Regions from separate parts of the Sus scrofa genome. Here all the other regions are linked to region 4. The links are chromatin contacts, called in public HiChIP or PLAC-seq and promoter capture Hi-C maps. All regions are on one chromosome and are shown on one strand. Each heading gives the region's core, a stretch centred on a gene start, on an enhancer-like site or on the middle of the called end of the contact. The rest is flanking DNA. Distances are from core to core; before and after follow the strand shown. Region 1 holds the start of METTL6 (methyltransferase like 6). Region 2 holds the start of SH3BP5 (SH3 domain-binding protein 5). Region 3 overlaps METTL6 (methyltransferase like 6). Region 4 holds the start of CAPN7 (calpain 7).

Evidence for each region. Promoter capture Hi-C pulls out the DNA fragments that hold promoters and counts their contacts. HiChIP or PLAC-seq counts read pairs in DNA pulled down with a chosen protein or histone mark.
Region 1: a promoter capture Hi-C map of fetal liver shows a contact between it and region 4, with 4 times the contacts expected there. The contact joins the promoter of METTL6 here to the promoter of CAPN7 in region 4. A contact is called at or near these places in 3 of 5 promoter capture datasets (fetal liver, fetal skeletal muscle and liver), 8 of 47 Hi-C or Micro-C datasets (blood, brain, fetal heart ventricle and 4 more) and 2 of 2 datasets of contacts at active chromatin or transcription factors (alveolar macrophages and skeletal muscle).
Region 2: a contact with region 4 is called in an H3K27ac HiChIP or PLAC-seq map of alveolar macrophages. The contact joins the promoter of SH3BP5 here to the promoter of CAPN7 in region 4. A contact is called at or near these places in 1 of 5 promoter capture datasets (liver), 3 of 47 Hi-C or Micro-C datasets (embryonic fibroblasts and skeletal muscle) and 2 of 2 datasets of contacts at active chromatin or transcription factors (alveolar macrophages and skeletal muscle).
Region 3: a contact with region 4 is called in an H3K27ac HiChIP or PLAC-seq map of alveolar macrophages. The contact joins the enhancer-like site here to the promoter of CAPN7 in region 4. A contact is called at or near these places in 3 of 5 promoter capture datasets (fetal skeletal muscle, liver and skeletal muscle), 26 of 47 Hi-C or Micro-C datasets (alveolar macrophages, blood, brain and 15 more) and 2 of 2 datasets of contacts at active chromatin or transcription factors (alveolar macrophages and skeletal muscle).

Annotation. Positions count from the first base shown.
Region 1 is chr13:2,649,813-2,656,558 of Sscrofa11.1, forward strand. METTL6 (methyltransferase like 6) reads right to left here and starts at 5,017. Exons shown (of 5, transcript NM_001206446.1): 1 at 3,803-5,017; 2 at 2,709-2,843. The coding sequence starts at 4,027. EAF1 (ELL associated factor 1) reads left to right here and starts at 5,017. Exons shown (of 6, transcript NM_001206456.1): 1 at 5,017-5,386. The coding sequence starts at 5,017.
Region 2 is chr13:2,581,923-2,588,758 of Sscrofa11.1, forward strand. It overlaps SH3BP5 (SH3 domain-binding protein 5), which reads right to left and starts at 3,679. Exons shown (of 9, transcript XM_003132063.5): 1 at 3,386-3,679; 2 at 1,675-1,737. The coding sequence starts at 3,526.
Region 3 is chr13:2,633,004-2,639,509 of Sscrofa11.1, forward strand. It overlaps METTL6 (methyltransferase like 6), which reads right to left. Exons shown (of 5, transcript NM_001206446.1): 5 at 5,969-6,292. The coding sequence ends at 6,141. Among named protein-coding and RNA genes, the nearest start is that of EAF1, 19 kb to the right of the region's middle. Within about 2 kb of position 2,633, at least 14 of the 83 cell types and tissues checked have an H3K27ac peak or open chromatin away from gene starts, as enhancers often do. A contact at or near this core is called in alveolar macrophages, omental adipose tissue, retroperitoneal adipose tissue and 1 more, where this site is marked.
Region 4 is chr13:2,450,574-2,457,084 of Sscrofa11.1, forward strand. It overlaps CAPN7 (calpain 7), which reads left to right and starts at 1,812. Exons shown (of 21, transcript NM_001097443.1): 1 at 1,812-1,917; 2 at 4,656-4,764. The coding sequence starts at 1,816.

The DNA of each region.
Region 1 (6,746 bases), core at 3,767-6,266, 200 kb after region 4:
TAAATGTCCATTGACAGAGGAGTGGATCAAGAAGAAGTGGTGCATACACACAATGGAATATTACTTAGCCATTAAAAGGAACGAAATACCAGCATTTTTAGCAACATGGATGGACCTAGAAATTATCATACTAAGTGAAGTCAGCCATACAATGAGACACCAACATCAAATGCTTTCACTGACATGTGGAATCTGAAAAAAGGACAGACGGAACTTCTTTGCAGAACAGATGCTGACTCACAGACATTGAAAAACTTATGGTCTCTGGAGGAGACAGTTTGGGGGGTGGGCAATGTGCTTGGGTTGTGGAATGGAAATCCTGTGAAATTGGACTGTGATGATCATTATACAACTATAGATGTGATAAATTCATTGAGTAATAAAAAATAAATAAAAATAAAAAGAATATCAACATGATTATAGAACTCCTAATTAAGACATAAAACCTTAGTATCTAAAAAGGAAAAGATTAATAAATTTGACATGACCATTTCAATTGTCATTACACCATAAAACAATGCTAAATAAACTGGAAGAAACATTTGCAACAAATATAACAGAATATCCAGAATATATCCTAAAAATAAGAAAGAAAATGAAAGAAAAATGAGCAAAGGTATGAACAGACGATTCATACTATAAGAACCATGTGGGTGGGGTTTTCATTTGTTTTATTTACTGCTTAATCCCAGTGACTGGCACATGAGATTCTTAATAAATATATGCGGAATAAAGGAACTCACAAAAGAAAAACTAATGCTTATCTGTACAGCACAAAGTCTTAAATCTCACTGGTTATAAGGAGTAAACAATTTAAAATGTGGACACATTACTTTTTTGCCCATAAGACTGGGAGATATAAAGAAGACCAATGGCAAACGTTGAAAGCATAGAGGAAAACATTTTTTATCCTGTTGGAGAAATTATAAATTGGTATAATTTTATGGATGGAAACTTGGTATTATCTATTTAAATTTTAACATGTATGCTTTCTCCATGGAGTTCCATTTCTTCTACTGTTCACCACAGAGACAAGTACACATGTGTTTTGGGGCATGTGCTTAATTCTGATTATATTAACCCTACTTATAAAAACAAAAAATTAGAAACAATTTAAACAATTATCAACAAGACAATAAATAAAGTATGGTATATGCATTCTACGGAAGAATAAAATGTGGTGATCTATATGCACTAGGATGAAAAACTTGGCAGGGCATTATGTAGACTGAAGAAAGCAAGTTACAGGACAATGTGATTCCACTATTTAAAAGGACTAATGGATGCTAAAACTAGGAAAGGTTTTGTTTGTCTGTTTGTTTTTTAGGGCTATGCCCATGGCATATGGAAGTTCCCAGGCTAGGGGTCAACTTGGCAATGCCAGAACCTGCATCCTCATGGATGCTAGTCAGATTCGTTCCCACTGAGCCATGATGGAAACTCCCTAAAACTACGAAAGGTTGATGGAAAACTAGATATCTGCATGTTGCCAAAGTATTCCCCACAGTACTTGTTAATGACAGAAAGAAAGTATCTGTGAACAGAGGAACTAGGTAGTTACCACCATAACCCCAGTGACCAAAACTAGCATTTTTTACAGTGAGATTACATTATTGCTTCCTGACAGGATGCAATATAAAAGATACAACATCACCTATTACAGTGTTTTTGCCAAAATATTTTACCAGATTTAAATCTACCTTCTAGTTTATAGGAAATACAGGGGATAAAGGAACAAATTAAACAATGATAAAAAGAAACAGACCAATTTGGCATGCGGGACTTCATTACAGATGACTTGCTCTTCAAAAATGCAATGTCAGAGGGGAAAAGGTCAAGGGGAAGTGTAGGAATGTTTCAGGCTAAGGAGATTTAAGGTACCTAATAAAGTGTCAGATGTAGTCCTTAATTAATACAGCTATAAAAGACATCTGGGACTACTGGGGAAAATCTGAATCTGGACTGAGTTTTGTTTTTGCGTTTATTTTGCTTTTTAGGACGCATATGGTGCAGCATATGGAAGATCCCAGGCTAGGGTTGAATCTGAGCTGCAGCTGCCAGCCTACGCCAGAGCCACAGCAATGCCAGACCCGAGCTGCATCCGAGACCTCCACCACAGCTCAAGGCAACACCGGATACTTAACCCACCGAGCAGAGTCAGAGATTGAACTCCGGATACTTAACCCACCGAGCAGAATCAGAGATCGAACTCACATCCTCGTGGATACTGGTTTGGTTTGTTACCACTGAGCCACAAGGGGAACTCCCTGGACTGGGTTTTAATGACGTCAGGGAATTAATAATTTTCATCAGCTGTGATAGTATGTTGTAGTCACGTAAAAAAAAGTCCTAATTTTTTGGGATGATGTAGGCCAACTTATTTAGAACTAAAGTGTGTCCATATTTGTAACTTTTAAAAAGTCTGGAAAAAAAAGTCTATAGTGCAAATGTAGCAAAATATCAACAATTATTAAACCTGGCTATAAGTATATGGACGTTGTTTTGGTATTTCTTTAGTATACTCTTCTGAATAATGCTGTGTTTCTACATGTATTATATATGCATGTAAACCGGAAAACTATATTCACAGGGATCAGAGGTGATTAACTACGGGGAGAGGACTGGAACTGGGCAAACGGGTGTAGAAGGCAGGTCCAACAAGTCTAAGAAAACAGAAATATAACAGAATACATAGATGCTGCACCAACCTTGACATATTCAACTGCTCTTGGAGAAAAATCACAGGCATAGGCAAAGATATTCGGATCTTCTTCTAAAAGTGGGAACAAACAGTTGCCAACCCCACAGCCAGCTTCAAGCATAGTCAATTTTTGATCTTCAAACTGAGGAAAGAGAATCCAGATTTACAGTACACTACACCTGCACACTGAAGAAACAAACTAAAAGGTCTAAAACACAGACAAAGTTTCCGTCGTCGTGGAGTCGTGATAAGTGAAAGCTAATACCGATACCTCATTTGTTGTCCAATATTGGGCAGTTTGGTATGGAGAAGACACATTATATTAGTAACAGAACATGCTCTGAAATTAAACCACCCACACTCAGATCTGGCCTCCTCCCCTTGCCTGGTGTTCTACTGCTGGACAAATCACTTAAATAGCTCTGTGCCTCAAAATCATCAGCAAGAGGGGATAATACTAATAAAAACTTCACAGTGTTATCACCAGCTTTCAATTACAGAACACAGGTAAAGTTCTAGAAAAGGGCTGTGGCAAAATGTTCATCATCATTATTATTTTGAAGCTATCATTGAAACCATTTGGTATGAATTTAATATTTACCACTTTGGGATTAACTTTAAAGAAACAGAAAATGCCCACTAAAGCCCAGGAACTGCTAAAACTCCTTGAGATAAAAAGTGTATTTCTTTTTCTTTTTTGTCTTTTTGCCATTTCTTGGGCTGCTCCTGAGGCATATGGAGGTTCCCAGGCTAGGGGTCGAATCGGAGCTGTAGCCACCGGCCTACGCCAGAGCCACAGCAATGTGGGATCCGAGCCGCGTCTGCGACCTACACCACAGCTCACGGCAACGCCGGATCGTTAACCCACTGAGCAAGGGCAGGTATCGAACCCGCAACCTCATGGTTTCTCATGGATTCGTTAACCACTGCGCCACGACGGGAACTCCAACAGTGTATTTCTAAGGTACAAAAACTTATGAAGCGTTTTGACAGGCTTCATATATTCTCTACCTCACACTGCCCGTGAGAATGCAATAAAACACCCCTCTTCCACACATTCTTAATGAAAGACAGTTCAAATAAGGCGTAATATTAGTTTACCTCTCTACAAGATCTGAGCTCCTCAAACTCTCTGGTGGTCCAGTGTCTATCTTTGAAGAAATTAGTGCTATTTCTTTTGTAAAAAAGGTCCCAGTTTTTCTGAGCCTCTTTTTCCAGTTTTTGCTGTTTAAAATCAGACACTAAAGCCTGGTCTCTTTTCAGTTTTTCCTCTTCTTCAGAGCTGAGAACCCTTGCCTGCAGCCCTTTCCTTTGCAAAGAAGCCATCTCCTAAGTTGATGGTAATATATTTAACACTGCTGGATATTCTCCCTTCGCGAATAACCCGAGAAATTCAAGCAGATACTACACAGGCAGAGTTTTCTCAGATGCGGCCCCTCTCTTTGGGTTCAGGCCTCAGGCAACGTCGGGTGTTTTGCAGGAAAAAAGAATGAGATTCTGGTTGGGGGTTCTGGAACAGTTTTAAAGATGCTGAGTTAGTGGTTCTAACACAGTTTTTTCACCAAACAGTTCAATTCACCAAATGTTTACTAGTGGCCGACCCTACACAAAACCCTGCCCCGCTATAAGAAAAGAGGTCATAAAGAAGACCCAGACACTGCCCTTGCCTACAGAGGGCTGACATTCAGCTGCCAGGGCGCTCTCACGCATAGAACTCTAATTCAAACCTGAATAAGTCAACTATTATAATAAATCGCTTTAGTTTAGAACAGAGTCACTCCCAAGAACTAAGAAACCTTTGGGGGAAGATACTCGTCAATGTTCGGTGCCCGTGAAAGGGGCGACTTAACAGCTGCCGGTACTGGAGAAGGGTGGTCAATTCACAGACAGAAGCAGTGTCACCGTTTCCAAGGAACACGGAGCTAAGCCTGGGAGGCCTCAGTCGCAGAGTTTCACGAAGCAGAGGGGCGTCGCTTTCCAGGAACTGAGGCCCTCGCGCAGTCGTCCGCGCAAAGGGAAGGAAGAGACCCAGGGACGCGTGGTGTGGGGTTCCAGGACACCGGGGATAACCTGGCCGCCCGGCCACGAGCACCTGTGAGCGCTTGTGAGGAGCCCTGTTCACCGAGACCGCCGCGCGCCAGCGCCCAGTCTTCAGTTCCTAGGTTCCCCTGGAGGGTGGCGCCGGGCGCGCTAAGCCCTCACCCAGGCCCAACCGCGTGAGTAGAATTTGGGAGCCACCGCGGTAAAACCCAGCGGCTGGACAAACCAGTCTGCAGCACCTCGCATTGGGCTTCTCCCAGCGGAGTCTTTTTGCCATGGCACCGCCCCCGCCACTTCCGCTTCGAGACCGGAAGTCCCTCCCCGGCGCCGGAAGTTCCGCGGCCCCGCTTCCTCACAGTTGTCCCCCGCCCCGACGCGCACGCCAGGACTTATTTCCAGCCGCAGGTGGGCACCGGCTCGGTTCTCCGCTCGCCCCGGGGTGCTGTCCCGGGAGCGCTGCTCCCTCGAACTCAGGCGCCGGCAGCTCCGGCCGCGGGCGCGCCAGGAGGGCGCCGGGGCGGGCGCGCGGCCCGTGCGGGGCCATGAACGGGACGGCCAACCCTCTGCTGGACCGCGAGGAGCACCGCCTGCGGCTTGGGGAGAGCTTCGAGAATCGGCCGCGGGCCTCCTTCCACACCATCCGCTGTGAGTCCGCATCCCGCAGCCGCCACAGGCCGACCTCGATCCCGTAGCCCGGGGAGCCTGCCAGCATCAGTTCCCTTCCTATCTCCCCGGATCCGCAGGGACATTTTGCTTTTTCCCGGTTCACTCTTCCCAAACAAGACTTTTCGTCCCTCCCTCCTGTTCCTCTGCCTCGTGGTCCCAAACACGTCTTCCAAAGACCATTGGCCCCCTTTCCTGCCAGGTCCAGCCCTCCCGCGTGCCGAACCTACCCCTCTTGCTGCCTAAAGGTTGCCGAGTCCACATCAGGGTTCAGCTCGTTTCCCTAGGCCCCCCACTCCACCACGACCCACTAGGGGATCTCCACGATTCAAAGATTTTTCCCGTTTGCTTGGGAGCTGCCTCCACTCTCTCCTATTCCATTTTCTTCTGTTGTCCTCACTTTTCTCGTATGTTTTGGTTCTGGCCGCCCTAACGCCGCGCTTCATCCCCACTGCAAACATCAGAAACCGCATTCCCCTCTGCGCCGCATCAGTCTTCCTCCTCCATCTCTTCGTGCCAGCTTTTCGTCTGCCTTTGAGGTTACCTGGACTACCCCGACTTTTCCTCGGGACCATGTCCCTTGTGGGTGAGGAATAAAATTGGAATTTGTGAGCCAAGAATAAGTTACAGCTTGGTCTATGTTTGGAAGCAGAAGCAGCAGACATAAGGAATGTGAAAATAGTCATTATGCTGGGTCTCCTTTTTCTCCTTGATTACAGACTCTGTTGAGGGAGGGCCCTTCTACTCTGTGTCCTGAGTAAAGACTTGGCTGACTGAGCATCTCTCTGATTCACAAACTCCTGGCTTCCCATCCTGGTAGCCCTAATGCTGGTTAAGACTTGTTTTTCTGAGAGGAACTCTCAGAGGTGACTCAACACCTTGGAAGAGGGTGTGTTAGATAATGATGTTCTGTCTTCATGTGGTCACTTGCACCGTCATTCCTCTTCTTCCTACTGACAGCAGATCAGCCCTTTCTGAGGGAGGATATTGAGGATGTGAGGGAGCGTCATTTCCTGAGGAGGTTATTTGTTGGTAGCGTGAAGGAAAGTGAGGAGCTTAAGAAAGATACTTCAAAGAGGCACCTGGCCTGCAGGTTGAGGCAAATGTGTGTTAAAAGTAAGAGTGCTGTTCAGGTTGTGCTTTAACTGCAATCCAGAGACACAGGCAGGATTAACCTTTGGAAATACAGTTCAGCGGTCATCCCCAAACATCTATAGGCGTGTCCTTATTAAAGCTATGGAACTTGAGTGTGGCAGATCCTAATGTTGACAGTTCCTATGCAAAATGAAATCAGCGCATATGATGCTGTAGCTTTTCATTTTTCACATTGGGTTTTACAATC
Region 2 (6,836 bases), core at 2,429-4,928, 130 kb after region 4:
TAGGGAGTTTGGGATTAGCAGATGCAAACTATTATGTATAGAATGGACAGACAACAAGGTCCTACTGTAGAGTACAGGGAACTAAAAATCAGTATCCTGTAGTAAACCAAAGTGAAAAAGAATATGAAAACTAATTTTTTATATAGGTACAACCGAATCACTTTGCTGTAGAGCAGAAATTAACAACACTATATATCAACTATACTTCAACAAATTTTTAAATTTTTAGTTAAAAAATAAAAAATGAAGTAAATAAAATTACAAATTTTCTTTAAAAAAAAAAACTGTGATTCTGAGAGATTTCAATTTCCCAAGAGACTTCATTCACCACACATGAAAAAAATTGAAACCTGCAGATTTGACTTCACTTGGGGAAGAAGAGTAGCCAGTGTTCACAGATACCTCTCGTCAGAACAGAGCGGCTGGCAAGACCCCTTCGTGCACAGCTCAGAAAACCCACTTCAACCCTCCAGGGCCACTCTAGGTTCTGTATCTCCAGAGCCTGGACATGCAGGCAGAAATCAAGGTTGCTCCTGTGTTGCGGAGGAGATGGCATTCCTATCTCCCACTCCTGACTCACAGGGACCAGCGGTGTCCTGCCTTTTCCACTGACCTTCCCTGCATTCTCCCTGCTACAAAAACAGGTCCTCCCACAGCAGTTCTCAGACAGAAGTGGGGGTTGTTCAAGTTGGCTGATGGTTGGTAAAACCAACTGCTGCTGAAAACGATGGGGACAAACTAGGACCTGTGAAGAATGTTCATCTCTTTACACTCAGGTTGGAAGATACTCATGAAATTCAAATTGAGGTCCTGTCTCCCAAGATTTTTCTGAGCAGGAAAGCCCTTCCCAGTCTGAACAGCTTTTCATGGAGTTCCCATCGTGGCTCAGAGGTTAACGAATCGAACTAGGAACCATGAGGTTGTGGGTTTGATCCCTGGCCTTGCTCAGTGGGTTAAGGGTCTGGCGTGGCCGTGAGCTGTGGTGTAGGTTGCAGACATGGCTCGGATCCTGCGTTGCTGTGGCTCTGGCGTAGGCTGGCAGCTACAGCTCCAATTCGACCCCTAGCCTGGGAACCTCCATATGCCGCGGGAGCGGCCCAAGAAATGGCAAAAAGACAATAAATAAATAAAAACAGCCTTTCATTACCATTGAGATGATTATATTCCACGCACAAGCAGTCGATAAATAAAGGGGTAGAAGCGGGGTAGGGGTGTGGGGGGAGGGAAGGGTTCTCAGCCCAGAAAGTCAATAAAGATCTAAATCTTCCTAAGGAAACACACACTATTTCCAAGCACCAATGTAAGGAGCTCCCTTAAAATGCTTAAGAGATTTGTGTGACCTCATTCACTCCTGTCCATTGAAGTACACAGCCAATTTCCCCTTCAGTCCTTTTAACTTTTCCACAGACACATTAACTTCAGGGCTTAAGTCTGTGTAAAGCCCTTGCTTTTGGCCCCATGGAGGTTCCATGATTAAAAAAATATATATGAAATTGGATCCACATGTGTTCCACCCACAAGCTGGACTCAGTGGTGTATTTATTCTGTCAGACGCAGGCTGTTGCTCAACTGCGAAAGTGAATGCCAGCAACCACCTCTTAAAACAAAATGAACCAGCCTGGTGTCAGAGAGACAACGCCACTTCCCCAAAAACAAGCACCCAGCTTTCTGTACCTCAAGTTCAGTCTCCCGTCTGTTGATATCATCCGTGGATTGATTTAACTTCTCCAGTTCTCCCTGATGAAGAAAAGGGAGAGAAAAAGCTTTCAGGGATTGTCTTTTGTTCTGGTATGACTCTGCCCCCCTCCCAACCTGCAAAATTACTCCAGCATCATTTGCAGGAAGAGGAACCAGTCAGTATTAATTTTCAAGGAAAACAGTTGAGCCTTGGCTAAAGAACAAATGAAATGTCAGCATTTCTGAAACCTTTATCTGGGTGGTAGCCCTTCTGAAAATGACTAAGGTCCGAGGAATTTTCTTTTCTTAGAAGGTCAAATATTTTATTCCAGGTATGTGCCTTCAGGTAAACTCACCTGTTACAATGATTTAAGGGCTGAATCCAAACAATAACCCTCTGCTTTAGAGCAAAAACTTGCAGGAAAAAGAAAAAAAAAAAAAAAAAACCCAAACCAGTAAGAGCAAGCAAACAAAACCATGCCAAAAGTAAAAACCCAGTGAAATGATTTATATCAAGGCAGAATTCTGGCACTTACTCATCCATGGTTGAGTATTTTTCTTTAGAGACGAAAATCTTTTCAAACTGCCAATTATTCAACCTTCCTAGCTGTTTACAAAACAAACTAAAACTAACATAAACATTGATCTTTAAATAACATTTACAAACTGACATTTTGTTTAAAAAAAAAAAAAGTGCCCAGTATGAAGTTAACTCATTTTACTCTGCAAACAAAGGATCTTGTCAACAGAATTCCCCTACCCAGAAAACAAAATTTAGTAGTTCAAACTGATTTTATTTAGAATTCCTAATGTAAAGATTTTTCCACCTGATCTTTGTCTTGCTAACCTGCCGTAACAATTCATTTAAACGCCAACAGCTGAGTTAAATGAGCTTTTAATTGATCTGCGCACTGAAAAACCAATTAGGTCTTCAGAAATCGCATCGCGTGCTGCAAAACAATATTTATTTTAAAAAATGATTTATGGAAAGAGTCTTGGAACGGAATATGCTGTGCTTTTTCCCCAGAGGGTGAAGAGGTTAAGCTGTCGCTGCTAGATCTCGGCTTGGAAACTGTCTTTTAATCATCTCCCAGAGAAATGGAGGCAAGGAAGCCAGGCCAATCCCCTCGCCTTCTCGCCACGTTAGCTTTGCGCTGTTAGCCCCCAATTTCTGTTCACTGCCGACCTCAAAAGGAGGAAACGCTGGGTTTTAAACCATTTGAGGCCAAGCGGAGGGCTGAGCCGTGGTGACAATAAACCCTTCGTCCTGCTAACAACGAATCAAAGCAAGAGGGAGAAGGCTCAGGCAGGCTCAGGCCGGGCACCTCCGCCAGGTGAGTGCTCCGAACCCCAAGCATGAGAGGCCACCCTGCTGCAGGGGCGGCGACGCCCACCGCCCCCGGCCCGCGCCCACGCGGCCCTCGGGCTCCGGGAGCCCGGCGTGGCGCCCCCGCCCCCTTTTCTCTTTGTTGCACACCCTCCCGAGCCGCCGGACACGCTGCGGCGACCCCACGGATCCTGCGGGGTAATCCCCGCGATAGAGTCAGGCCGCGTCCACGCGGGCACCGCAGCCTCCCAGGAACCGGGTGAAGCCGGGTACTCTGACTGTCTCCTCCAGCCCCGGACCTACGCGGCCACCTCTCCCGGGTGCAAGCACCGGGGACCGCGAGGCGGGCTCAGTGCCATTGCCGGGATCCACGCGCCCTACCTGTATCCGGGGGTCCACTTCTTCCTCCTCCTCCAGCCCTGGCTCCATCCCCTCCTCCTCCTCCTCCTCCTCCGAGTCCCGGGCTGGCGGCGGGAGCTCGGCCGCCTCCTCCGGCCGGCTCCGCTTCGGCGCCGCGTCCATGCGGGTGGCCGGAGAGCGAAGCGAACGGCGGACTTCGGAGCGCAGGAGTGGCGTTCGCAGGCTGGGCCGGGGCCGTCTGGCCACCGCCCGGTGCGCTCTGGAAGCGCCGCTTGCTGCCGCGGGTCCCCGGCCCCGAGCAGGAGGAAGTGGGCGCGGCCGCCCCCTGTCCGCCGCGGCAGTAAGCGCAGCGCCGCCCGCTCCGCCCCAGGCCGGCCCGCCCGCCCTGCGCGGCCCCAGCTATGGCCCCGGCACCCGGGCTCCGTCACAAAACCTCACTCCCGGAAAACCTTAGGGTCGTGAAATGGAGGAGCCCTCACCCCTTTTAACTTAGCAGCCCGGAGAGATCACAAGCTCCCCAACGTCAGCCGCCTGGTGACAAGAGTGCTTTTCTCCCTCCCTCCTCTGCCCAGGCAAACTAACTGCTTGGAAGGGAAGTTAGGGGTATTGCCACTGTCTGAAGTCACCTTTAGAAGCTGGTATTCAGTGACCCGGGACCAGTTTCAAGACTCACTCAAACTCCTGTATACACTGGAAGCGCTTTGCCCCCGTGGGTGACCTTGGGAATTGAATCCACCTGAAGATTTCCCCAGAACAGGGAACTACAACATATACTCACATAAACACAAAAGGATAAAGAGAGGAGCCAGCTGCAGCTCCATGCGTGGATTCTTGGTCCAAAGGCTGTGGCCCCCACTGGGCCAAGCTACGTGCTTTTCGATGGGTTAGGTGATCCTCCCTGAATAGCCAGGACGCATGGAAAATCCACAGATCAGTGGGTGGGTACAGCCTTCTCAAGAAGATGTGAGTGTGTGGAGTTCCCATTGTGGCTCAGTGGGTTAAGGACCTGACAGTGTCACTGTGAGGAGATAGTTTCAATCCCTGGCCTCGATCAATGAGTATGGTTCCAGCCTTGCTGCAGGCAACCATAGGTTGCAGATGCATCTCGGCTCCCACCTTGCCTGTGGCTGGTGGTGTTAGGGACCTAGCTGCAGTGCTGATTCAACCCCTAGCCCAGGAACTTCCATATACTCCAGGGGTAGCGGGAAAAAGAAAAAGAAAAAAAGATGTGAGTGTAACCCCTGTTAATGGACACACTCTGTCCAAGGATTTATGAGCTAGTAAGTTTTCCTGCCCACCCAAACAGGTAGGGAGCCAGAACTTACTTGCCTGGCAAACTCAACATCACAAAAAGCCAAAGAATAAGGGTATATCTGTGCTTTTATGAAATGTCAGATCCACTGTGATGTCAGGGGAGCAGAAAGTCAGATGACTTTAGTGAAGCAGGCAAGGACATTGCCACTGGCCATTGCTAATGTCTCCTTCACTACAAAATTGCAGGGTGTACACACTTCCTACATGGAGGCTCGTGGCCCATGGGCTCTGTGAGTTTGAAGGGAAGACTTGCTTGAGAAAGGAGCTTCTTTCTGAGAGCCTGTCATTAAAGCCAAGCTTGGAAAAACCTGCTTATAATGGTTTTCTGAAAGGCTTAGTTGGAGGGGGGTGTTTACTCTTTGGGCAGGCTTCCACCCTACACACTCAGACACTGTGGTCCACTGTCAAAGAACCTTTGTTGTCTCCTGGAAGTAGAGCCTTGGGTTTGTTTCTAAACAGGTCACACCTGTTCATTGTTCTTTAAATCAAGGAAGCGTCAGCAATTCTTTGAGAGATGTTCTCAAGCTCCTTGCTAAACACATGGTTGCATTTCGTTTTCCAGTGGTAGGTGAAGTCAGGATCAAGACGGCCATTAAGAGTAACTGTTGTGGCTCAGCGGGTTACAAACCCAACTAGTATCCATGAGGATACGGGTTTGATCCCTGGCCTCACTCAGTGGGTTAAGGATCTAGCATTGCCATGAGCTGTGGTGTAGTTCGCAGACGCAGCTTGGATCCAGCATTGCTGTGGCTGTGGTATAGGTCAGCAGGTGCAGCTCTGATTTTTCCTGTAGTCTGGAAACTTCCGTATGCCTCAGATGTGGCCCTAAAAAACAAAACAACAACAACAACAACAAAAGAGTCACTTTAGGACACAAGAGCCACCAGTGTTTCCTTGGTGGCTCAGGATTGAGCCTATAACTGAGCAGTTTCATCCTGATTGTGAACAAACTGAGACAGAGGTTGAAAACAAGGAAAGTGAGGTCAGCCCTGGTTCTAAATGCTTCTCAACTCAAACAACAGCCTCCAAAATACATTTCTATTTAAGCTTGGATCTAAGAGCAATAGGGTGGCTCAAAATGCCTCTATGGGACATAGGGAAACTGCTCTAGAACCTCAGTTTAGACTTTGGTTGTGGATGTTGTTGTTGCTCTTTTAGAAGACCTGGACCAGCCATAGCATGAATCCCAAATAGTGTTCTGAAGCTAAAATAAGGAAAATAAACCACTGCGGTACGATGTATTTCATTACATACATATGCACATCGCTGTATAGGAAAAAGGTTTAAAAGGAAGGATTCATACCCAACAAAGGATGGCTAGCCCTGGAAAAGGGAGGGAGGGGCCAAGATTGGCTAGGATTGGGGGGTGGTCAAAGGGAACTTTTAATCGCTCGATATTTTCTTTTCTTTTCTTTTTCTTTTTTTTTGTCTTTTTAGGACCTCACCTGCAGCATATAGAAATTCCCAGGCTAGGGGTTGAATTGGAGCTGCAGCAGCTGGCCTACACCACAGCCACAGCAATACCAGATCCAAGCCAAATCTGTGACCTATGCCACAGCTTGTGGCAATGCCAGATCCTTAACCCATTGAGCGAAGCCAGGGGTCAAACCTGCATCCTCATGGGTACTAGTCAGGTTCTTAACCTACTGAGCCACAATGGGAACACCTCAATCATGTTTTCATTTTTTACAAAGAGGGTAGGTATATTTATGATTATTTGTATATTTCTAAAATAAATTTAAAACAATGCATAATGTATTCATTTTCTACTGCTGTGTCACAAACTACCACAAATTTAGTGGCTTAAAACAACACTCATTTATTGCCTCATAGTTCTGTAGGCCTGACGTTCGGACCTGGTGTGACTCTCTTCTCTGCTCAAGGTCTCCCAGACTGATTGCAGACATCAACCAGCCTATATTCCTTTCTGAAGGCTCTGAGGAGAAAATCGTTCCAAGCTCATTCAGGTTCTTGGCTGAATTCACTTCCTTGTGGTTGTAGGACTGAAGTCTTCATTTCCTTGCTAACTACCAGCCAAGGACCAACCTCAGCTGCTGGAAACTGCCTGCATTCCTGACCACTTGGCCCCTCCAACTTCAAAGCCAGCAGTAGAGATTTCCTGTGTGTCGAGTCCCTCTGATACTTCAATCTCCTCTTC
Region 3 (6,506 bases), core at 1,383-3,882, 180 kb after region 4:
TACATGGATTTTTGACAGCATGGAAGGTTGGTGCCCATAAACCCAGGGTTATTCAAGGGTTAATAGTATATGCAAGGGAGTATTACTCAGCCAAAAAAATAATGAAATCTTGCCATTTATGACACATGGATGGACCTAGAAAGTATTATTTGAAGTGAAATCATACAAATGCTGTATGATTTTATTTATATATGGAATCTAAAAAAATAAGACAAACATGAAGTTCCTGCTGTGGTACAGTGGGTTAAGAATCCAACTGCAGCAGCTTGACTCACCTCAGAGGTGCAGGTTTGATCCTTGGCCCTTTGCAGTGGATTAAAGGATCTGGAGTCGCCACAGCTGCAGCATAGGTTGCTGCTGCAGCTCAGATTCAATCCCTGGCTATACGCCATGGGAGTGGTCATAAAAAATAAATAAAAAATAAAAAACAAAACAGGAGTTCCCGTGGTGGCTCAGTGGTTGACGAATCCGACTAGGAACCATGAGGTTGCAGGTTCGATCCCTGGCCTTGCTCAGTGGGTTAAGGATCTGCCATGAGCTGTGGTGTAGGTCACAGACGTGGCTCAGAGCCCACGTTGCTGTGACTCTGGTGTACGCTGGTGGCTACAGCTCCAATTTGACCCCCTAGCCTGGGAGCCTCCATATGCCGTGGGAGCGGCCCAAGAAAAGTGGCAAAAAGACAAAATAAATAAATAAATAAATAAAAACCCCCAAACAAACAAACAAAAAACAAAAACAGACTTATAGATACAGAGAACAAACTGATGGTTGCCAGAGGGGAGGGAATGGGGGGTTGGGCAAAATAGGTGAAGGGAATCAGAGATACAAACTTCTAGTTAAAAAAGAAGTTACAGGATGTAATGTACAGCACAGGAAATACAGTTGATAATACTGTAATAATTTCATAGGGTGGTGATAGTTATTGGACTTAGGTGATCAACTTGTATTGCATATAAATGTCAAATCACTATGTCGTCCACCTGAAACTAACAAAATACTGTGTATCAAATATATTTCAGTAAAAAGAAGGGAAAATGGTACAACTACCACGGAAAACAGCATTCGGGTTCCTCAAAAAATTAAAAATAGAACTACCATATGATCCAGCCATCCTATTTCTGAGTATGTAGCCAAAAGAATAGAAGTAGGGTCTCACAAATATTTGCACACACATGTTCATAGCAGCATTATCATAATAGCCAAAGGGCAGAAGCAACCCAAATGTCTACTCACACATGGACAGATAACGTGTAGTATCTATACATAAAATGGAATTTTATTCAGCCTTAAAAAGGAAGGAAATTCAGGAGTTCCCGTCATGGATCAGTGGTTAACGAATCCGACTACGAACGATGAGGTTGTGGGTTCTATCCCTGGCCTTGCTCAGTTGGTTAAGGATCGGGCGTTGCTGTGAGCTGTGGTGTAGGCCTGTGGCTCCAGCTCCAATTAGACCTCTAGCCTGGCAACCTCCATATGCAGTGGGTGTGGCCCTAAAAAGACAAAAAAAAAAAAAAAAAAAGGAAGGAAATTATAACATGGATGAAATCTGAAATAAGCCAGTCACAAAAAAGACAAAAATTGTATAATTCCACTTATCTTAAGTACCTAAAGTATTCAAATTCATGGAAACAGAGAGCAGAATGGTGGTTACCAGAGGTTGGGAAAAGGGAAATGTTATTTAATGGGTAAAGAGTTTCAGTTTTGGAAGATGAAGCTCTGTTTCACAACATGAATAGTTACTTTTGAACTGCACACTTAAAAATAGTTAGGATGGTAACTTTTATGTGTGTGTGTGTTTACCATTTTAAAAAACTTTTTCCTAGATAATATGTTCATTGACTATATTCTATTTCTTTTATGATGCATCTTAGTTGGCTTAACCATTCTTCTACTGGTCATTTAGATAAAGGGTTAGCAAACTTTTTCTTAAAGGACCAGATAGTATTTGGTTTGCTGGCTGTAGTCTCTGCTGTTACAGCAAGAAAAGAGATGTAAACAATATGTACACATGGGTGGCTGTGCTTCAGTACAACTTTATCTACAAAAGTAGGAGAACAGCTGGATTTGATCCATGGGCCAGAGTTTGCTGAGCCCCTGGTTTAGACTGTTTCTAATATTTGGTATTAGAAAAATGCTGCTAATGAACCTTTGTGAAAAAGTCCATATATATAAATATCTACATGTATACGTACATACACACACACACATATTTTCTTTCCTAAGTATGTGTACACACACATACACACACACATGAACACACAGGAAAGAATTCTAAGAATTCCATACCTCTTAAGGAGAAAAATTAGAATCAAAACTGATTTTCTCCTGATGAGAGAAATCTAAACCATACCTCTAAAGGAGCTGAGTGTCAGTTCTCATCTCCACAGCCGTGCCCCAGACAAAAACATATGTGCTTCTACTGTGGACATGTAGAGAGTACTGTGGAAACACTCTCTGCAAATGAAGACAGTTGCCCCACTCAGGTTTCCCATAGCTTTTCTTCTTGTTTCTCTTTCCCCTGCTGAATTGTTTGTATTTGTTTTTCCAGCTGACTTACTTTGGTTTAATGAAGACATGGCCAGGCCTCCTTCTCAGCATACGCCTGCACTGTCCTCCCTTCCAACCCTGAACTCCGGCTACAGCGACCCCTGTGCCCAGTTGGTACCTACTGAACACCAGCTAATAACATGCCACACATCTAAGAAGGGCAGAAAGGAAAAGTGAAAAAAACAGCTAATTTTATTTTTAATGAAATACTTGGTTTCAGTAGTGGAGCCTATGTAAATTTCTGTTAAATATTCCCTCCCCAACTATAGAAAACTCGCTCCTGGAAAATACTCTCTTGGTAGACATGGTTTCTTTCACAATTTTCCCTTCCTTGATCAACAACTGTGAAATAGGGAATAACTGAATAATGTGTGAAGCAAACAAGGGACCACGCTGTGGTCCTCCTCTTGCTTTAACCCCCAGCAACCAGAAAGGCAAGTCCACAGAACCAGTTGGAGGGGTGAAGCCCTGCAGACATCTTTAGAGCCCACTGCCTGAAAACGTTGCCTTCAGAAGGCAAACTATTTGAATGTTGGATAAAAGCATGCTTGCTGTCTTATCCCTGTAGTGAGGCCAAACTCTTATGAGCTAAATTTGACTAGAAAACACATTTGTAAACATTTTCTTTGTTCTTCAAGGACAATGAACCCTCTTTAACTGCAATTAAGGGGTTGGGGGGGGGCGGCACGGTGGAGACCAGTGGGACTAGTTGGCATCTATCGCCACCTTGTGGCAGGACATCCAAATCCCGAGCCTTTCAAAGGCCCTCAGATTGAATAGGGTGGTCTTTCTGAAGAGGAGCATGGGTTAAAAATCACGGGAGAAGTTATTTTCTTGGGGAACACAGGCTGGTAGAAATAACTAGCACCTGAATGTAGCTCTTAAGTAAACAGAGCGCTTGTTTAACCCTGGCATCAGCCCTGTGCTGCAGGTAGCAGGATCTCAGCCCTAGAGATGTGAAGACTGGAGCTCCGAGAAGAAGAATGTTAGCATGGGGCAAGTCCTGGAGTTGAACCCGGATGATCATGTTCCAAATAGCACAACATAATTAGTATTATTGTATGTAGTATACACCAAAAGAAATACATAGTACCATATAGTATCATTGTGCTATACTTTGTGGTATAATATATATTCTATACCATATTTTGGTATATACCATACCACGGAGCACTGCAGTACTTATGCTATTTTCTATAGTACTGTAAACTCTCCATCTTGCTGGGCTGTGCTTTCCTGGATCCCCTGGGCACCCAACGTGCAGAAGACCTGCTCCTCTGTCTTAAGGTACACTGAGGCAGTAGGACTGAAGTCGTTTATTTCATACCCCAATCTACTGGCCCAAACCATGATGGACTATGTCACCTCATTCACTGAACTTCAAGTATATTTTACAACCAATATATTTTAAAGTGAGGTCATTGAGGGGTTACCTGGTTCCATGCCAGAGATGCGCATGTCATTAGGCCAGCTTTAAATATTCGGAGTGAAAACTTGGCAGCCCTTCCTTGATGGGGCAGGAATTGGGGGCTGTCATTGCTCCTGAGGATGGAGACAACTCCAAGCTGTGTCTGGAGGAAACTGTGGGCCTTGTTCACAGGCATCCCCTCAGCCAACCACTGGCAAAGGTAGAGGGGCCGGCCTTTTCTCACGGAAGGGTCCTCGTCAGCCTGTCCAGCTCGCTTTAGAGTCACTCCTGTCTCCAGGACACATGGTCAGCTTGGGTCAGCGACTTCTGGCAGGTACATGTCTCAGGACAGTTATCCCTGTCTTATAAGTAAGGAATCTCAGGTTCAAACAGAGTAAGGGGTGAGGCCACAAATGACTTTTTTTATTTTTACGACTATACCTGTGGCATATGGAAGCTCCCAGGCTAGCGGTCGAATCAGAGCTGCAGCTGCAGGCCTGAACCACAGCCACAGCAACACCAGATCTGAGTTACATCTGTGACCTATGCCACAGCTTGCAGCAGTGCCAGATCCTTAACCCACCGAGGCCAAGACTCAAACCCGCATCCTCACAGATACTATGTTGGGTTCTTAACCCACTGAACCACAACAGAAACTCTTTTTTTAAGGCACAATTGACTTCTGATGACAAACATCCATATTTATACTACTCTGCCACACACTGCCCCCTACTTTCTACTTTAGTCCCTTTTGGGGGATGGGAGGCATGCCCACAGCATGTGGAAGTTCCGGGAATGGGTGAAAGGACTTCTGAGAAGAGGCATTAAAGGAGTGTTCTGGCTGAAGCTGAGGGTAGGACTCACCTACTGGAGGGGGCTTAGAGGAAAGAGTCCTGGACTGGAGATGAGGAGCCTGGTCAAGGCTCTTCCCTAACAAACTGCTCTGGGGCTGGGCTTGCCCCTCCCTCAAGGAGGCCTGTGAGCCCCACCCCCCAGGGCCACCTTCTTTACAGGTTGTTGCAAAGGACAATACTGTACTAGTCCTCATTATTTGCTCTCACCTAGGATAGCCATCTTCCAGCCTTCAAAAGAAGGGGAAACAATACAGAAAACAACAGAGCAGCAAGAAACAGGGGCCCCTCCCAAGCAGTCAGGGAGAGATGGCAGAGTGAGGCCTCCAGTGAACATGCTGAGCCCCACTGCTTGTCCCTCTTCTCCCCGGGAGCTAGGGTGGTCTACTCCAATTGTACAGAACAGCTATGACTCTTATCGAGCCCCCTCCCCACTGAGACTGCTCCCCTTCAGATGGGGTGGGGATCAAAGGGCTCTAGCTGGCCATGTACACAGTCTGGGCAACACACTCAAGACATATAGTCTCATAAACAGCTTCTGCAAAAAGGGAAACGTAAAGGCTTACAGGATCAACTTTTGTTAGCTGGCCAAAAGAACTCTGATTTTATTTTGGAGTCATTACGTGCAAACGCTTGGGAAGCGGGTCAGCAGACCAATCTAAGGATTTTCCCATATGCCCACCTGGATACCAGCCATGGCTGTCTTTCTGGCTGCCACCCCCTCATTTCCCAGTGGGGAGCTGAGACAGGTGATGGCCTCCTGCTCCCTTCCTCGGGGCAGTGTGGCCGGGACTGGCCCAATTATAGAAGGTCTCAAGAATGAGGCAGGAAGCCATGAGGTATCCTTGAGATGTAGCAAAAGCGGCGTTCGTGGACACTGGTCCTGAGAAGGCACATAAATGAACTGAGGCACAGGAAAATGGGCAAATATCAGAGACTAGAAAAAGAAGAAAAGAGAACAAGCCTTCAGACTAAAAATACATAGAGATGTGTTATTTTTGTCTGTGTGGCCTCATTTTTCCACAGGATTGTCTGACATGCTGCCTGGAGGCACATACACCAACTTGCAGGAGTAAAGAAGCTTTCTAAGTGCCGCAGGGCCCTTGCGCTTTCCTTCGTGGAACCTTAAACAACATGGCTAAATCATGCTGTATCATAAAACTTTCCTTCTCAGGCCTTGCAATTTTATTTACATTCCTATAACATAACACAGACTGGATACTTTTCAATATGAATATTACACACACTCATTTTAAAAGGTTAAAATACAAAAATATACAAAAAATAAAACTTTGCTTTTCAAGGGGAGGCACAGATGTCAACCTTGTGAAAGGTCAGGACTCGTGGTCCAGGCCCAGGGTCATGGGAGCTGGGTTCTTGGGAGACTTTCGGAACTTGCTCTGGAGGAAAACCCTCTGCACGCACAGGCCTTCTTTTTTATTCACTGTTGCACGAAACACGTACTCGTTCACCTGTTCTTCGTAACCTGTATCCAGAAAGAGTCGCGCCAGGAATTCTAGAAGGCAAGCAGATGACAGTGCTCGCAGCTTGGACACCACTGCACAACTGTGCAGCAGGGAGGGGCAGGAGGCTGAGCCAGAGCATCTTTAGTGAAAGGAGAACCTCAAGGCTCCAAGGTAAAGGCTGTTTTTGTTCTGGAAAAATAACATACTCCTACTTCTTACTGTCAAAGAGAAACC
Region 4 (6,511 bases), core at 562-3,061:
CTGATAGAGACAGAAACCATCCCTGCTTCAGTTATTAAACTGTAGCAGCTAATAATGGGAAGCAGGCAGAGTCAAATTCTCCATCTGTGCGCTTTACAACCATCCAATGAGATAGTTATTAACTTCACCAAATGTGAAGGAACAGTTATGGAAATTGCGTCCCATTTAAATGCAAGCCAACTGACTAAAAAATTTTTATTGAGGTATAATGAAGGAAAATTAGAAGTATGCGTTTAAAATGTACGGTGTAATAATAGGTCTTAACAAATGCATGTGTTTTTGGCATCACCTTCAAGACACAATACATTTCCATCGCCTCCAAAGAAATAAGAAATGCTTATAAATCTGTCAAAAGATTCTCTTATCCGTTACCAAACATTGATGTGATTTTGTCACTGGATGAGTCCCCTGAGAGTGGGCTCTTGTTCAACACTAATAAATCAATTGTCCGAGGAGACGCATGACTGACAAAGCAAAAGACTGTTGAAAAGGGGCACTTCAGCAGAGAGCAGCAGGTAACAGAAACCAGGAGAACTACTCTGCCTTGTGGCACACACTCTCCGGTTTTTGTGGTAGCAGGCGGGGGCATCAGATTTCCAGATTGTCTTTGGCCAGTCACCTTGCTCCTGCCTTCCTTTGTTCTGATCAAAGCCCTTCCTGATGGCTTATGCATCTCTTAGTCAAGGTAGTTTCCAGCATGAGTGTTTCCAGGAGGTTAGCAAGACATATAAACTGGAGTCTCCTGCCCTTCTTGGCCCCTCCTGAGCTTCCTCCAGGTTGGTTTTAGGCCCTTCACTGGTTTTGTGTTCTTTTGAAGCATCCTGATGTGGGAGACTTAAGCAAAGGTGTTACATCCTGTGTGGGAGACTTGAGCCGAGGTGCTACTACGGTGCTAGCCAGGGCAGGCGGTTTGGGTCCATGGTTCCCTAACAGCTTCACACGTTATTGATTAGATTCATCTTTTCTGGTGTTTCTTATAAACATAGTCACAGTTGTACTCTCTCATCTTAACATACAGTGAATTTCGAGTTTTGTCAATATTGTGGTGTCTCTCACTAGTTTATTTTTATTATTGCTGAATACAGAGTTTTAAAGAGAAAGACCATTAGCCAAGTAATCACCTAATTGAGTATTACAACAGCATTGTTAACCTAAGGATAAGTACACATTGTTATTACACAATTCAATCAGTACTATAACCTCGGAAAGTTATACAGGGTTAAAATTGAATTTGCGGCTATAAACTTATTAAAGAGTATCGCATAAGAATCCTATGTCCTTACTGTATTTCCCTAATTTTTAAAAAAGCAGCCCAGAAGATGGGAAGAGCTCTCCGGCACCGGGGGGGGGGGGGGGGGGGGTGGGGAGGCGGGAGTGGGTAGAGCCCCGTAAGGCGCATGCGCCCCTCCTCCCTAATCTGGCCAGCAACAGCCTCGCAGGGCACTACCACCTGCGTGTAGAGGGCGGAGGCAGCGTCCGCTCGGACGTGGCACCGGTTGCGTCGGTCCAATCCTGGGCGCAGTGGCGGTCACGTGCACTCGGCCCCGCGGAGGCCGGGCCCCGCCCACCGCCCCCGGCGCCCTGGCTTCACGGACTCGCCTTACCCGGCCGGCCGCGCTTGCGCAGTGCGACCGGTGGGCGGGGCGGGGAATGCGGCGGCCGTGGAGTCAGGCTGCCCGCCGGCTGGGAGCCGGGTCTGTGCTGAGGGGCCGGCCGCTGTCCTTCCTCAGCCGCCGGAAGTGAGCTCCAGCATTTCTGCGCGGCCCGGGCCTCGCCTGGGCAGCAGGCGGCGGAGGACCTCGCCGCGGGGCCGCCATGGACGCGGCGGCGCTGGAACGGGATGCTGTGCAGTTCGCGCGGCTGGCGGTGCAGCGCGACCACGAAGGCCGCTACTCAGAGGCGGTGTTTTACTACAAGGTGGGCTGGGGGCGGGCCCAGGTGCTGCCTGATGGGCTTCGCATCGCATCGCCGCTCCCGCTGTCCTTCGGGGGTGGGGGACGGTGGCCCCGCTGAGAGGCCAGGCCTGTCCCCGCCCCCGCCCCGGAGTCCTCCTCTTGGGCTTGGTAGCCTCTCCAGGGTCGGGTCCGTCCTGAAGGCGAGGCTGAGCTGTCAGCTCACTGGGTCTCACTGTCTTGGATGTACTCGGAGACAGTGCGTGCTCAGACGGACTCAGAAAGTCAATTAAAAAGAATAAAGCATCGGATATCCTAGCGTTTGACCTGTATCTTTGTTTTTCTACGCCTATGTGTCTACACACCTTTAAAAAAACCCCAAATCGTACTGTTTATACTGTTTTAATCTTTTCATTGAAACTTTTAAAAAGTTATGAATTTTTTTAAGATTCATAATATTACCTTGTTAGTGGATGCATTCTGTAGCTGTGTCTTGGTGTATTTACAAACTCTTCCGGTCATTTTATGTTCATTTATGAACATTTATATTTTGATCTTCAGCGTCATAATATCCTTATACTCATGCTTTACATGTTTCTTTGATATTTCATTTGGATAATTATTGGGGCCAGAATTATTAAAGACTAGGCGCTTCACAGTCCACTCTTTGCTCCCTAATCCTGAGGATTTGCAAACACAACTGTCTCGCTGCCGTCTTGCCCTGCGCCTCCCTGCTGAGGTAGCTGTATCTTCTTGATATTACTACCTTTTCTTTTAGAAGCAATGTCGACTGATTATACAGTAGTAGTAAATTTTTCCTATAAACGTATATGCTGTCATTAACGTGTGGTTTTTTTTCAGGTTAATATTTAATTGCCTTTATAATCTATATTTAGAGACTTGATGTGTTTTAGAATCATTCCTTTTGGACTTTTTGTTGACAATTTCATTAGAGTGGTATTTAAAAAGTAAAACTCTGTTTTAGTTTTGTGCAATAACTGACCAATGTTTGTAGGTGAAAATAGTGCCATTTGAAATAGCTAAGGCAAAAGAAAATACTGTGCAGTGTGCCTCTTGTTTTGCTGTAAGATTTGCTTGTTACTATGAAGAATTTCTTTTCCTTGAGAGTCAGAAAAGTGGTTGTGCTTGTAGGAGCTGTTTATGTAAACTATCAGATATTTAGTGTTTTCTGTCTTCATACTCTTCTAAAAGGGGTTCTTTAATTGTTAGTCACTTTCAAGTATAAATGAAATGAGTAAAATAAAGTTGATGCCAACAGTTTTAAAAATTGGCTGTAATATTTACATATAAGGTTATATTTTCCTCCCTCCCCTGAGATATCTGAATTACTGAAATCTGAGGAAAACGTATTTTTTCTATCCCCAATTTCAATTTGGACCAAAACTGTACTCTTCTTATTGATTTTGTAGTTTGAAGGAAACAACTCCAGCTCTAATAACTGGATCAGTGGGTGGCTTCTTTGGATCCAGATAATCAGGCATGAGGTTCTTTGAAGTACACATGCTAAGGTTACTGCAGAGAAGGTGGTAGTACCTGGGAAAGTCTCTCTGTGGACTTTCTGTGTGGTAGCATTGGTCACCCTCTCAGAATGCTGATGGTGAGAATGAAGGCATTTCCTCACTAGCCACAGCCTAACTGGCTGAAGAAGTTATGGAATAGTGGCAAGACAAATCCAGATTTTCTTAATTAAAGTGTTTATTTTATACAACTGAAATCTACCATACAGTGTGTCCCCCCTTGACAATATTTTCTGTAGAGGAAAAGATTTTCTTTCCACTGTGAGATAACCTTTAAAATCTTTTTTATTGGAGTTCCTGTTGTGGCGCGGTGGTTAACGAATCCGACTAGGAACCATGAGGTTGCGGGTTCGGTCCCTGCCCTTGCTCAGTGGGTTAACGATCCGGCGTTGCCGTGAGCTGTGGTGTAGGTTGCAGACGCGGCTCAGTTCCTGCGTTGCTGTGGCTCTGGCGTAGGCCGGAGGCTACAGCTCCAATTCAACCCCTAGCCTGGGAACCTCCATATGCCGCAGGAACGGCCCAAGAAATAGCTAAAAAAAAGACAAAAAAAAAAAAAATCTTTTTTATTGATACTTAGTTTTATTGATTATTATCTGTTCTGATGCATTCAAGACTCAGTTCACTTTTTTGGGGTGTATAATTTCGAGTCTGACCTGTTGCATAAATAAAAAAGAAAAGGAGTTCCTGTTAAGAATCTTACTAGTATCCATGAGGATGCAGGTTAGATCCCTGGCCTCACTCAGGGGGTTAAAGGATCCGGCGTTGCCTCGAGTTGTGGTGTAGGTCACAGACATGGCTTGGATCTGGCATTGCTGTGGTTGTGATATAGGCCAGCAGCTCCAGCTCCAGTTAGAACCCTGGCCTGGGAACTTCCGTATGCTGCAGGTGCAGCCCTAAAAAGACAAAAAAAAAAAAAAAAGAGAGAGAGAGAAAAAAACATATAAACCACAGCTATTCTAAGAAAATGTTTACAATGACCTTCTTCTGTTTGACTTCATACATTTTCAACAGTAGGAGAAAATTGAGAATATTCAGAACCGAGAAAAGGTATTGAAGGATTCTATAACTCATTTACTTTATCAAAATATTACTGCTATCTTAAAGACATTCTTGTTTTGTCATTCGTAGAAAGCAGTAGTGAGTTAAGAAAGTGTTAAAAAAAATTCAAATTATAATTCATCTGTTAGATTCCCTTGAATTCTTTTTTTTTTTTTTTAATTTTTAGGAAGCTGCACAAGCTTTAATTTATGCTGAGATGGCAGGATCAAGCCTAGAACACATTCAAGAAAAAATAAATGAATATCTGGAAAGAGTGCAGGCTCTACATTCAGCAGGTTGGTAAAGGACTTCACTGTATCACTGTATTTTTTTTTTCCTCTCTCCCATCACATCTTACTTTTCCCACATATTCTCTTTCTTTTTTATTTTCATCTTTGATTCTTGATCCTTACTCTCTTGCTGCTCATTCCTCTTTGGATAGTCACATTTTAAAAAATCATCATATGGAAATAAGTGATACGTCTGTGAAGAGGAGCCTTAGAGGTGATAGAGGCCAGCCTCCTAATTTCCCAGCAGATGACGATGAGTTATCTACCTTCTAACCGTGTATCTTGGGCAGCGTCCGGATTAGGACCCTGGTTCAAGTCTGCTTTTAAATATCTGTCACATGCCCTCTCCTGCTATTAAAATTAAATGACTCCTCCTCTTTAGTGTCTAAAGACTTTAGCAGTGGGTTCACAGTCTTTACTGTATCATTATCCTCAACCTTCAGACCTTAGCTAAACTCTTTTTTAAAATGGTATCTTGGAAAAGCAACATGTAAGTAGAGTCCTGGAACAACTTGTATTTATTTTTGTAAACAGTGTGGCAAATGGCTGTGAAACAAGTACACAGGCTATGTGATTGCTGTTCTCTTAGAGGTAAATGGCTCCTGGTAAAATCTGCTGTTCACATGGGTAGAAAAGAAAATGACCATCTACTGACACTTTGTTTTAGAAAAGTGTTCATGTCACTAAGGGCTCTTTTTAACCCCTTTTTTGTTGTGGCAGTATAATAAAGCCACAAGCTTAGGGGAGGCTTTACTTTCTGTTTTTTTTTTTTTTTTTTTTTTTTTTTTTGTCTTTTGTCTTTTTAGGGCCGCACCCATGGCATATGGAGGTTCCCAGGCTAGGGGTCGAATTGGAGCTACCTACAGCTACTGGCCTGTGCCACAGCAACACAGGATCCGAGCCATGTCTGCGACTTACACTACTCACGGCAATGCCGGATCCTTAACCCACTGAACGAGGCCAGGGATCGAACCTGCCACCTCATGGTAACTAGCCGGGTTCGTTAACCACTGAGCCACAACAAGAACTCCAGGGGAGGCTTTACTTTTCACCACTCATTTTGAGGACATATGAGCAGTTTCAAGCTCATAGTTAGGATAAAGTTGATTTGATCATTGGATTTCTTGTTAGGACCATCTCCTTACAGACATGGTAGTTTCATTTAAAACAGTGTGCAGAAATGGCATGCATTGAAAAGTGGTCTGCCTGTGCACCAGGACCTCATGTAGTGCAAAGTTACACTGATTCATGTATTCAGAATGCCATGTAATTCAAAGGCACTTCATCTTCCCAGCTAAGTAAATGAAGTTCTTAAATTTATAAAATGTGGTATTTATATCAGGCACAGAATGAGCTCTAATCTCTTGGAGCGTGAACACTTGCCAGTGAAACAGAAGTTCAAAAAGGATTTCTAAGCATAGTAAACCTTGGAATTCCCATCTTGGCTCAGTGGAAATGAACCTGACTAGTATCCATGAGGACACAGATTCAGTCTCTGGCCTTGTTCAGTGGCTTAAGGATCCAGCGTTGCTGTGAGCTGTGGTGCAGGTCGCAGACGCAGCTCGGGTCTGGCACTGCTGTGACTGTGGCTGTGGCGTAGGCCAGAGGTTACAGCTCTCATTTGACCCCTAGCCTGGGAACCTCCATATGCCATGGTATGGCCCTGAAAAGACTTCAAATAAGTAAATAAATACATAAAGCATAATATACCTTAAATGTTTTGTCAGCTTTTTGACTTATTTTGTTCAAGAAG